Linked DNA regions of Arabidopsis thaliana: region 2 is linked to region 1. A link is a contact called in public capture Hi-C data. All regions are on one chromosome and are shown on one strand. The core of a region is the stretch at or near the end of the contact, and the rest is flanking DNA. Distances in the headings are between cores, read along the strand shown.

Evidence for each region. Capture Hi-C pulls out chosen DNA fragments and counts their contacts.
Region 2: a capture Hi-C map of seedling shows a contact between it and region 1, with 4 times the contacts expected there. A contact is called at or near these places in 1 of 26 Hi-C or Micro-C datasets (root) and 2 of 3 other capture datasets (root and seedling).

What each region holds. Positions count from the first base shown.
Region 1 is chr1:18,905,087-18,911,554 of TAIR10.1, reverse strand. AT1G51000 reads right to left here and starts at 1,642. Exons shown (of 1, transcript NM_103980.3): 1 at 1,386-1,642. The coding sequence starts at 1,631. The coding sequence ends at 1,413. It overlaps BSK11 (kinase with tetratricopeptide repeat domain-containing protein), which reads right to left. Exons shown (of 7, transcript NM_103979.3): 7 at 6,065-6,468. The coding sequence ends at 6,351. AT1G51010 reads right to left here and starts at 166. Exons shown (of 1, transcript NM_001333464.1): 1 at 1-166.
Region 2 is chr1:19,632,518-19,638,300 of TAIR10.1, reverse strand. It overlaps AT1G52700 (alpha/beta-Hydrolases superfamily protein), which reads left to right and starts at 4,262. Exons shown (of 9, transcript NM_104148.5): 1 at 4,262-4,965; 2 at 5,173-5,284. The coding sequence starts at 4,935. AT1G52710 (Rubredoxin-like superfamily protein) reads left to right here. Exons shown (of 5, transcript NM_001198276.2): 5 at 1-16.

The sequences.
Region 1 (6,468 bases), core at 393-2,892:
TTATAAAACTGTGAAAGAGTTTTTCTATGCGTTGGAACGTAAAACATCTTCCAAACATCTCTATTTATAGCTGCAAAAGGTGAAAATGTTGAGTTGCGTACTTAACTCTCCATCTACGCCACTAACACAAACTTACAACATCTCTCTTAAGTCTATGATTATTAAGGCAATAATCTCACTTTTAGAGTTTAGAGGTTACGTTCTTTCTATTTAGAGGTGCCTTTAGGAAAGAGTCATGAAGGTTCGTTTTTCTGAAAATTCATTTTTAATTAAGAATTCCAATGAAAATAAACGGTGAGGAAAAAATGATTATAGATTTGAAGTAACTTTTACCCCAATTTCTATTCAGCCCATCGGTTAGACACCAATTTCAATGGTGGTTTTTGAACGAATCTTACTCTATTTTGTGTAGAATAAATGGATGTGATTACTAAATTAGCCACTCTTTTTTTGTTAATAAATTTTCTTTTTACACCAATGTTCTAGAATATAATACTCATATTATTTAGCCACTGTTCGTTTACTACATAAAATGTCTTTGTTAGTAATGCCTATTATGCATACAGAAAATGTGTCTAACTTCTAAAGTAAAATAAAACAAATATTATGTATACTGATTATACATATTTCAAAATCATTTTTTATATACTACTGGATCCCTTATCAAGACTTTATTTATGCTAACGTTCTTGAAAAATTAGCACGCTCTTTTAAGCACGTTGAAAAATTATTTTCTCGATCAATGTTTTCTCCTCTCCCCCCCCCCCCCCAATTTCAATTTCATTTATAAAATTTCCAAGCAAATTCATTTCCCTTTTTTATGTATATATATTTAACTATGATGCTACTGAAGTATCATTCACAAAATGTTTAACAGAGATCATATAACAGAAAATATTGTTGTCTTTAAAAAGATTAAGATAGTTCAACGGAGTTTCAAATACCATTTGTTTAAATCAGATCCAAACTCTATAGGTAATGTTGTCTTTAATCGATGAACTGAAATGGAGGTAAAGATAAGTTTTTTTTTGTTTTTCATTAAGAAGTTTTCACAATATTCCCAAGAACACGAAATTGATTATAAAAAAAAAGAAAAGAAAGAGAATTGTTTTTAAATCTTTATCTGTTTTGATCCCAAGAAAATATCCTCTTTAGAGGTTGTGACTCATATAGAAGAAGAGGAAGAAAATAAAGGCACACATTGAAACAACCATGTCTATTTAATTATATAAAAACTCATAAGAGTTTCCCAATTATTTACTTACAAGAAAGTCACTCTGGACTTAAACAGTGCAATAAAAGTAAATAATTAACTTCTCTATCACTCCTCATCAGAGATTAGACACAGCCATATCTCAATTATTTATTTTATCTATAAGAGGGAGCTTCACTGGAAAAGTAAAAGTAACCTATCACTGTGGGGTTTCCTTCTTCTCCTTCACAGTTTCTTTCATCATCTCTAAGAGCTCGTCCAACTTCGTTGTCATACCAGTTATCTTCTTCCTGGCTTCTCTAATGGCACGAAAATCATTCACGTCGATCTTCTGAATTTCTTCATTCAGCTGCGTCATTTCACGAATCAGCTCTTTAAAACGAGTAGATACACTAGTGTTTCCAACAATATTAGCCATTTTTTTCTATGTGTTGGAATGTAAAACCTCTTCTAAACATCTCTATTTATAGCTGAAAATGGTGAAAAAGTATTGAGTTGCGTACTTAACTCTCCATCTACGCAACTAACACAAGCTTACAACTCCTCTCTTAAGTCTATGGTTAATTAAGGCAATAATCTCACTTTAGAGTTTAGAGGTTACGTTCTTTCTATTTAGAGGTGCCTTTAGGAAAGAGTCATGAAGGTTCGTATTTCTGTAAATTCATTTTTTATTAACAATTCCAACGAAAATAAACGGGGGAAAAAAGTATGAGTATAGATTTTAAGCACAAATTCAATTAAGCCCATCAATAAAAATTCAATTTCAATGGCGGTTCTGAACTAATCATACTCTCTTTGGTATATAATAGTGGTTGTGAATACTAAATCAGCCACTCTTTTTTTATAAATGAATTTTATTCTTACACCAATGTTCTGGAGTATAGTACTCATATTATTCAGCCCCTGTTTCGTTACTACATAAAATGTGTACTAGTGTCTATTATACGTACAGAAAAATGTGTGCTAATTACTTCTATAAAAAAACATGTACTAATAATATTTATATATCAAGATCACTTTTTACCTCTCTGGTTAACAAGATAGATAGTTTTGTTAACAAACGAAACACAATGCAATAATGCAGGAAATTGTAGGAAAATGTATTACGTATATATTGCTTTGCTAAGGTCATGGGAATTTTGTCAAGACTTTCATGAGCATTAAAATTTAACCAGGGAAGTTAAAACGGGCCTGAATCCTACGGGCCTAAACGGGTACTGTGTAATATTTTGGAGCCCAAACCCGTTTTCTTTTTGATTTGCTTTTACACGGGCCTTTAAAATATGAACCCATTTATGTTTTATAACAAAATTGGTTTAACAAAAACAAATGGGTAACCCGTTTTATTTAACAAAACCAAAAACAGTTTGTAATCTGGAGATACTTATGTAATCGAGTATTGTTAACACACCAAAAAAACAGTTTGCTACGTTTCCTATCTGGAGATACTTATACAATCGAGTATTGAAAATATGAGTTCATTAAGGGACTTAATTTGAGGTGATAAAAAAGAAAAAAAAAACTACTAATTATTAAGAAGGAAACGTGTTACCAAGAATGTTTACTTTTCAGATCACAAAGAAGTCTTTGTTTTTTTTTAGCCTCAATTTTCGATGGACAAGTAAGGAAATGGAAGAAAATAAGTCTTTGTTTTTTTAGCCTCAATTCATTTCATCTGTCAAGACTCAAGACCATTTCATTTTCGGTTGAACTAATTTAATCTGTAATATATTGTACGATTAAACATAGCTACAAGATTCAAATCTCTACACTTCTACGGATTTGATGATAATGTATAACTTGAATATATGTTTGAGATATTTTTAGGGTTTCCTATAGCTGAATTCTGACTGAGACATTCTCTTTATGTGAATTTCCCAAGAACACGTAATTGATCAAACACATGAGAATGATTTGTAAATATTTATCCCAAGAAAATATACTCTTTAGAGTTTAGAGGATGTGACTCATATAGAAGAAGACGAATGTAGAAACTAGAAAAAGGATTTGGAGAAAAAACTTTATTACTATGTGTTACTGATCTCAATAAAATTGATACAATGTATAGATAGAGACTAACTTATAATTAACCTAATTTGAATAGGAAATATATACATGAATAAGTAAATTCTTTTAATCCTTATCACAATAGTATATCTAGATTATTCTTTTACTTAGGCTTCACAGGCTTCACGGACTTGGTCTGCAAGGTGTGTTTTGCTTCCCAAGTTACCTCAATACTTTTCCGCACGACAAACATGGTACGCAAAATGTAAAATTTGCAATCACAAAGCAGAACATGTATGACATGACAAGTCGAGGACAGACAAATCATCTCAACAAACGCCTCATGGATAAACTTCAATCTTGAAAATAAGGGTGGAACTTCAGCTCGTCTTTGGTCTTGGTAAAAACAAAACTGGACTAAACTATGCAGCTTCACAAAGAATCATCCTTATCTTGGACGGTCCATAACTTAGACTAAACATGATTTAAAAATATGAGTGTTTCAATAGAATTTCTTTATAGTAGTAAAACTATTACTAAACTCTCCGTAATAATCGAAGCTATAATCAAAAGACATGTCTTGCTTCCCAAGCTACCTCAATAAAGAAGAAGAAGAAGAAAAGAAAGGCACACATTGAAGAAACCATGCATACTTTATTTAAAGAACTCATCAAAGTTTCCCAATTATTTACTTACAAGAAAGTCTCACCGGCCAAAAAAAAGACAATCTTTATGGAAGGATATCTTAGAAACGAGACTAAATTTAGAGTTCTTCACATCTTCCTCACTCTTGGTCTCAGCTGATGAGGAAGAAGAAGAGGAGAGTTTGCCTTGGGCCCCAAGAAAATATCAAAATACACAATGCAAAGATATAATATTTAAACAAAACCAAGATTCTAGTTGGTAATTCCAAATTTTTATTTATAACAGGAAGCAAAACTCATCAGAGTTTAGGGATCGATTGGTTCTTCCGGTACCACTCATAAATGTTGTTGCGGTTGCTAACAGTTTAAACCAGTCTTACAAAATGCTTTAAACCGCTCTAGACAACTCAAAATCTTTGAATTTCAAAATTTTCTTCTCGCGAGTACTAGCAGTTGGCCAAAAATAATAATTATAAAACCATGTATATGTTAAAACAAAATATACATAAACAACAGATAAATTTTTAAAATATTATCAAACCCCTATTTATATTAACGTTAATTCTCAAAACCATAATTATTTTTGCAATTCAAAATCATGGCGTCAATTCAAACTGAAGAATGGCAAGACACGAATTTCAGTATTATAATAATATTATTAATCCTGAAGGTTTTAATTTTTTTTTTTGTTTATAATTTTTTTTTTGTAATTTGTCATATTAATTGATGCTATTTTTTCTGAACCAAATGCATGAAGTAATACGCATTTAACTATGAAATTCTTTAAAAACATTTATTATGTAAAATTTTATAAAATGTTTTTATTCTTATATTTAAATTGGTTTATATTTTATCATAATAACATAAATATTTGTTTTATTACTTTGTATAATTAGAAATTATATTTGTTTTAGTCATTTTCAATTTAATCGTTGTCAAACTCTTGCAGTAGCAACTAGCTACATTTAAACCATTTAGGTGCTGAAAAACATAGCACTTTCTAAATAATTTATTTACATAAGAGATTTTGAAATAAAAGTATCAATAGTGGGGTTTCCACGTACCAATCTAATAAGTGTTTAGAGATAGAGAAAATTCTCAATTATGTATTTACATAATTAAGAAATCATGATTAACCTATCACTGTGGTTCTTTTAATATATAAGAAGTCATTTGTACCATCGAGTTTTCCATCTCTAAGGATAGCCTTTTCAACTTTTTTTTTTCTCATATTCAAGGTTCGCAATGGCCACTACAAGAGCAATTTCATCGACTGGACGTCCATTTACTGGATAAGCTTGAGGATAGTGACGTAGCAACTGCTTATTCAGCAGGACGTTCTTCAATCTTTAGGTTCATTTCACCACTCACTTCTGCAAGGCTCTTTGAAGACATTGTCTTTACACAAGATTTCAAATAAAAGACAGAGAAACAAATAAAATTGTGCGAAAGAGATAAACAAAAGGTTTTATATGTTGCAAAATGCAAAGTTGAGTGTAAGTTATCAAACTAATGTGACTTAATTTGTTTTTAATGCATATAATTTTGTTTTAATGTTAAACAATTCTTAGAAATTAAGTTAAAAAAATTCTTAAATCAACACCAAATCTCTCATTGTTTTTTATGTCTCAACACACCTTATTTCTCTAATTTCTCTGACTAGTGAACTAGGAAAAAAATAAAATAAAAACTAACAAAAATAAGAAAAACATAAGCAAAAAATAAGCATAACTAGATTTTAATCCACAATACACGGCATCAAGATTTGTTTTCTAAAAATAGTGATTCATAAAATTTAATGGATTATTTATTATATCTAAAAGTTTGTAAATTTTTATTATTTTCTAAGATATTTATATTTTATTGTTTACAATTGCTAGTAAGCAACGGTATATATAACGTGACATTTTTAGTTTTAGACAATCTTATCTAAATAAGACTTATTTGATATGTCTAATATTGGTGGTGATAAAAATTAATAAATTAAAGATTTAACCTTATTAAAGCGGCGGTTAATATAATATTGTTATTTTTATTAATATTGATTCAAACCCGTCCCGCACTATAATCTTTCCCTTTTTATTTTTTATTTTTTCAAATGTTTATAATATTAGAAATTTTTGTTAATGTTAGATATATCAATTATATATTTAAAATTAATTTCCGGTAAAATTAAACAGTTAAATATGATATCCGGTGTAAGAGTTCGGTTACTTATAACCCAATCCCAAAAACAATTTATAGAAAATTCGGTGTAAAATTTTGAAATACATTTTGTGCCGGGTCGGATACCAAAAGTCAGAGATAAATTTTTAACCCACCTGATACAAAAAATACTTCAAAAATACTAATTAAGATAATGTGTGTTGAAAGTTTAGACATTTTCTAATGTATATTTGTTTTCATATACATCCCCGATTCACTATGGACATCATTGCTGTTAGTTAATCCAAATATGCTTTGTAGTATAATGCAATGTGTCCACCTTATGAGCCTCTCTTATCTTCCAAGATCAAGGCTTCTTTTAGCATGGTAGCTGAATCTTCGACCATATTCAGTTTGGAAAGAGCCACGGCCTGAAGGTAAAATGCAGTTGGCCAGTCC
Region 2 (5,783 bases), core at 3,013-5,512, 720 kb before region 1:
GTACCGATTTTTTTCATAAAAGCAATAACCAGCTAACACAACACAGCCGTCATTAGTACGTGTGGCCTCTTACCATATAAATAAATGAAATCACACTTTTAATCAGGAACCTTTAATACCCAAGTCTTGATCGATAAGTTGATGACTTTTAGAAAACATTTGATTTCGGATAACAAAATTTTCAAAATAAGGGAGTAGGAAATAAGGGATATATGTGTGTATAATATAATGGAATAAAAAGAAATCATATATAATTTGAAAACAATAAAATATTGTGCTTGGTGATTTAATAGGCATCGTTCAGAATTTCCAACAACAACAACACCTCTAACATCGCAACGAAGCGAGCAAAGATGCCCCGAACCAAACAAAAAAAGAAGAAACTGGATTTCCAAAATTGGTGAGTACTAACTAAATCAGCATCCATTTTCTTTTTAAAAATTTTATTATAGATTTATAGTAATACCAAAAAAGGAATATGAAGAACAAGAACATACGACGTTTAACATCAAAAGCCGTTTTTATATTCTCCAATACAAAGATGTATTCCTAAAGCTTCTCCCCTATATTTTTTTAACAAATATTTTTCCTTTTCTACGGCTAAAAACAATTGAACATAACCAATGTTTGTAATGGTTAGATTTAGTCGAAGCATGCGACTAGTTTTGGGATCGTATATATTTTGATAAATATATTTCCGTAAACCCACCATATGTATAACGTTTAGACATAAATCAACGTAACCAAATGACCCAATCAAACTCATAATCGTAAAGTCTTTGGCCCTAGACCGAATACTAGTGCCACCATACACTAACATTTTTTGTAATATGGATAGCGTTCATCTGATTTGATTATGTAGAAATATTAGATATATTATGAGATAAAATTATATACTAAAAAGTGAAAAAATATTTGGTAATTCTTTTTTCATTTACAATATCGTTTTATGACACCGTACCGTATGAACCCAAAACAAAACCAAGAAAATATAAAAAATGCTTGAAGAATCAATTCTGCCAAAAATTCGAAAAGTCTAATATCAAAAACAATCTCAAGAAAACGATTGTTGGAGTTTCTATTCCCTTTCTATTTTAGACAAATCACCATACTTCTTTTAAAGATCCACACAGCTTGCTCTCATTACTAAATCTCCTTTTCATACATACTTTCATTTATTTTGTTCATATGAATCTTTTGAAAGTTTTTACTTTAACTCGGTAAGATGTATTGGTCTAATAGCATTGCTACAGACACACATTTGGTTTCTGTGCACAGTGCACTGTGTTTGTTTTACTTAAAGAGTGCTTTAGTATGTTAGAAGAATTCAAATCTTAATCTAATTAAGCTAATGAAATGGGATGATACAGAAGAGTTAGATCACTAGACTACTCTAGATTAATATAGGATTAATATAAAACTTATAGATTATATATTGATTTTTTTGTACGTGCTTAAATAATAATATTCTTTAGCTAAGATTAGTTTTTTTTTTAAATTGGTCTAAAAACTAATTAAGCATAACTATGGTAGGAACTCTAGCTAGCTACCTTACTTTGGTTCACAAACGTCTACTCAATAAAGACAATTGAGCAATGAGACATATACTTCGCATAACACATTAATACTCTTAATTAATGTAAATCACACACTTAAAATTCTTAATTAATCTATCATGTGTCTTAATTAGACACGCAACACACATTTCAAAATTTTATACACAAGCAACGTTTGTAAAATTTATCAGTATGTCTTGTAAAATTTATTTTTTCGATAACTCAGATGATTCTAAAGGCTTCTTAAACCGAAAGACTAATTTGGGACGCGGAGAAACCATGTTAAATTACTCGAACCCCGATAAGCAATACTACTCAAACCAGGTGATGGGAATTAGCTCCATTTACCACTTGACCAAAGCAAGATGGTTTTCTTGTAAATTTTACTTGGTATTTTCATTATTTTTTGTATTTTTCATTTGCTCATATGGATATTAATTTTTCTCAATCCATCACACGTATACATTATTATATCCACTAAGTTTTGAAAAAAATAAATAAATAAATATATATATATATATATATATATATATATTTTCAAATTATTTTAAATAAAATGGATAAACTTTTTTTAAGCATAAAGTTTAGGCTAAATAACGCATAAACTTACAATGGCCTTAATTAGCCTTTTAACCATACGAACAAGCAAACACTATACACCTTTAAATACCATTAACGAGTTAGCATTGTAGTGCCGAAAGCATCTCTTCTCTATTTTCTCAACTTCAATGCAATTTCAACAAAATATAATAAATCATGTTACAATATAATATTATAAAAGTTAAACTCATGGACTTTTCTTATCTCGGCTTATCCTTTACTCCAACTTAAGTTATATTTTTTTCTTAAGATAATGGTGGGGGTATAGAGTTGACTAAAGAAAAATATTCACTGTATACATATAATTAAATTGCAAATTGTTTGACATTCGCTAGAAAATAAACTAATTAATCAGATACCGCCATTGTTTAAGCAAAAGGTTAATGTTATTTTCCACTAGTTTTTGTTCCCTATAAATTAAGTCAACCATTTCCATAATTATTTTCAGGTAACAATTACTCCAAAATGCTACTATCATTCAATGATTCTAAATATGATAGTAGCATTTTGGAGTAATCATTTTCAGACATTTATACGTCAAAAAAATAAATGTAAAAGAGGATTAAAATATGCAATCATTACGTTTATTTATCTAACTTTCTGTTTGATATTTCGATAATTTTTATACACAATTTCATATATGAGTAATTTGCAGTAAAAATGTCACGGTATTTACTTTCAAGTTTGTTTAATTATATAAAAAAAAAGCACACAATTCATTTACGGTTTTACCTTCTTTTTTTATTTTGGCTCTCCTTCAATTTTAGAAAATTTCCTTAATATATATATTTTGGCTCTCTTATAGCTATTTAGAAAAAGTCATTAGTAGAGTAAACAATCACTTTCATTACTATTTCTGATTTTGATAAAAATAAATTCTGGTACTGAACCACCAACTTCAAAGTTTATATCAATCTATAAAATAGAGAAAATGGAAATGATGGGTGATTGGGGCATGAAGAGTGGATACTATATGTGACACATGCATTGTGGTGCATGTGCTCAGACCCACTCACCTTTCCCATTATTCCTTTATCAGGTCACCTCCTTTTATATTTTTGATTTATCAATTCTGAGGAAAGAAAAATTAGATGTGTGATAAATTAATTCTTAGAAAAATCTAAGAGCTAAATTTTACTAGTATTTTAATGTGTTTAAAAGGTTTTCGTTGAGTTATAAAAAGCTAATTTTTATATTACGTTTTACTTTTGCACTTCTTTTCAATTTTCTTTTTAACATCTATTCTTTTTACAAGGTTTAAACTGCAGTTACAGTATAAGATCTTAGCATTAGCGTTTAATTTTTGTATTAAAATTTTAGAAGCATACATTTTTTTAGAAAGATTTTTTGCCTAGGATACGTTAAAGTTTATAGTTCACAATTCTAGAGTTTAGATATTAAAAAAAGTGAATCTTCAAATGAGGAAGATGAATAAAGTTTCTTTAAGGTACACACATTGATTGTTAAAAATTTATGAATTAAAAAAACTTGTGAAAGATTCAGAAAACTAAAGAAAATTTTCAAATTTGTAAGAATTTATTTTATATTATTAGTAACATTGACTTAATTTCCACAGTTTAAACTAATGAAAGTTTATAAAAGCTTCTAAAAAACTCTTTAAAAACTTTCTAAGTGTCAAAACGTTTTAATAGTTTTAATAAATTTATATTTTGTATTACTATAAACTCGTGATGAACATATTCCAAAAGTTTTAATCTAGCATGTGGCCGCTTAATGGTAAAATTTGGTTGTATATTGTAGATGAAAGAAACTATAGTTGTGGATTTATTATTTTAACAAAACGTTGGGTGAAATGGGCTCCTCAGTCCCTGACTCACCGGTACTGGAAAACCCAAAAGATTTGAATCTATTGGTGGGCACTGAGCAATAAGCATTATCAATGGCAAAAAGAACACAGCAATGAACAAAGCGTTGAAATTGATGAAAAAGATTTGTGTCTTTTTCTTCAATATCTTCTTCACCCCACCTGAAAAATCCAGGTTGGTCTCTTGTGTTTTTTTCCACACTTGCCATCATTTCGGTAGATCCAAATCTTTATTATATATCCAAGTACCCTTAGATAAAACAAAACCATTAATTACAAATCCATACTTAGTTTTTGTAGGATTTTCTCACAAAGTAGATTTCGGAGCTTTCTGATCAATGGGTATCAATCAATCATCTAATCTTTTTTATTTTATCTATGATTGAATAATGAAGTTTGTCTTCTTTTACAATTTTGGATTATGCCTTAATGTTTCAGGTAAAAATATGTATAGTATGAGAAAAAGTTATTTGGTGTTTCTTTATTTTTCCCCTCCACCACTCTGCCCACAAGGCATTGATTCTCTCTCTGTTTCTTGTTACCGCTAGCTCTCTGCTGTGGTTTTTTATTTTATTTTTTCCTATATTCCTTGTGTTTCCCAAAAGATTTCTTTCTTTTGTTGTTTAAAGAAAAATACTGAATTTTCTTTTCTTTAATCTTATTTAAGTAATCCTTTTCCATGGATGCTACGTCTATAGTTTCCTCCTTCATTCCCTTTCTAGTAGTTTTGGTTAGCTGTTGTACACATTGAAGCATCCTATAGTGAATGATTCAGATTCACTTCTTTTATTTTATTCCACATTTTCACATCAACCCTTTAATTTTGGTGTATAAATACACATTGCCTTCTCATATTTTTACGATCATCACTTGTTTGTATTTTGAAACTTTGAAAGCTCTTAAGAAGACGAATTACAAAACCTTGAGAGGATTCAATACACTTTCAACAAAAAATGAGTTACTCTCATCAAAGCATGGGTTCTGGTTTGTTTCTTTTCCCCTTCTTGATTGTTCATGTTAATGTTATTTGTACTTGTTATGATCAAATTTTTTTACCGTATGATAATTTAGATAGATTCCACGGATTAATTTGGGTTTTGGCCTGAAGTTTCTTTTGTTATTTGAAAAAATAAAGAAATTCTTTTTGCTTGAAACTTGTTTATGACACTGTATTTGGTAAAATCTTTGAAGGTAGTAGAAATGCAAGGGGATATGAATTTGGAAGGACTTATGTTGTGAGGCCTAAAGGAAAGCATCAAGCCACTCTAGTCTGGCTTCATGGTCTTGGTGACAATGGCTCTAGGTTACACTCTTCACATGGCTCTTTCGATTATTATGCTTTTTTTTTGTGTCTTAAAAGAATCAAACTAACATCTTGAAGCATAAACTCCTCCGTGGTGCTTGCTTTCCTTGTCTTAAGTATAAATATGTTCTAGAAAAACACTTCAACTTTTGCGTGTGTTTATATGGAAGAAAAAAAAGAGTTTTCAAAAGTTGAATTTTGGCATGTTCTCTAATACCAACTTTAGAGAACAAAATGTATGTGTTGCTTCTTTTTTCTCTATTGAAATTTTTGAAGCATCATTTGTAGATAAATGTTGTAGCGCCGCAAATAATTAATTGATATTAACATACTGAACTTTTCCTGTCAAATGTCTTCTCTTATGTGAATATTAAGTTTAGTTCATTAAAGTTTGTAACTAAAAAAAAAAATTGTATATACTTTTGAGGGACCACTAAACTAGCCTCACTTAACTAGTTCTGTTGCTGGTAGACAATTAACAAGACAATTATCTCGTGTC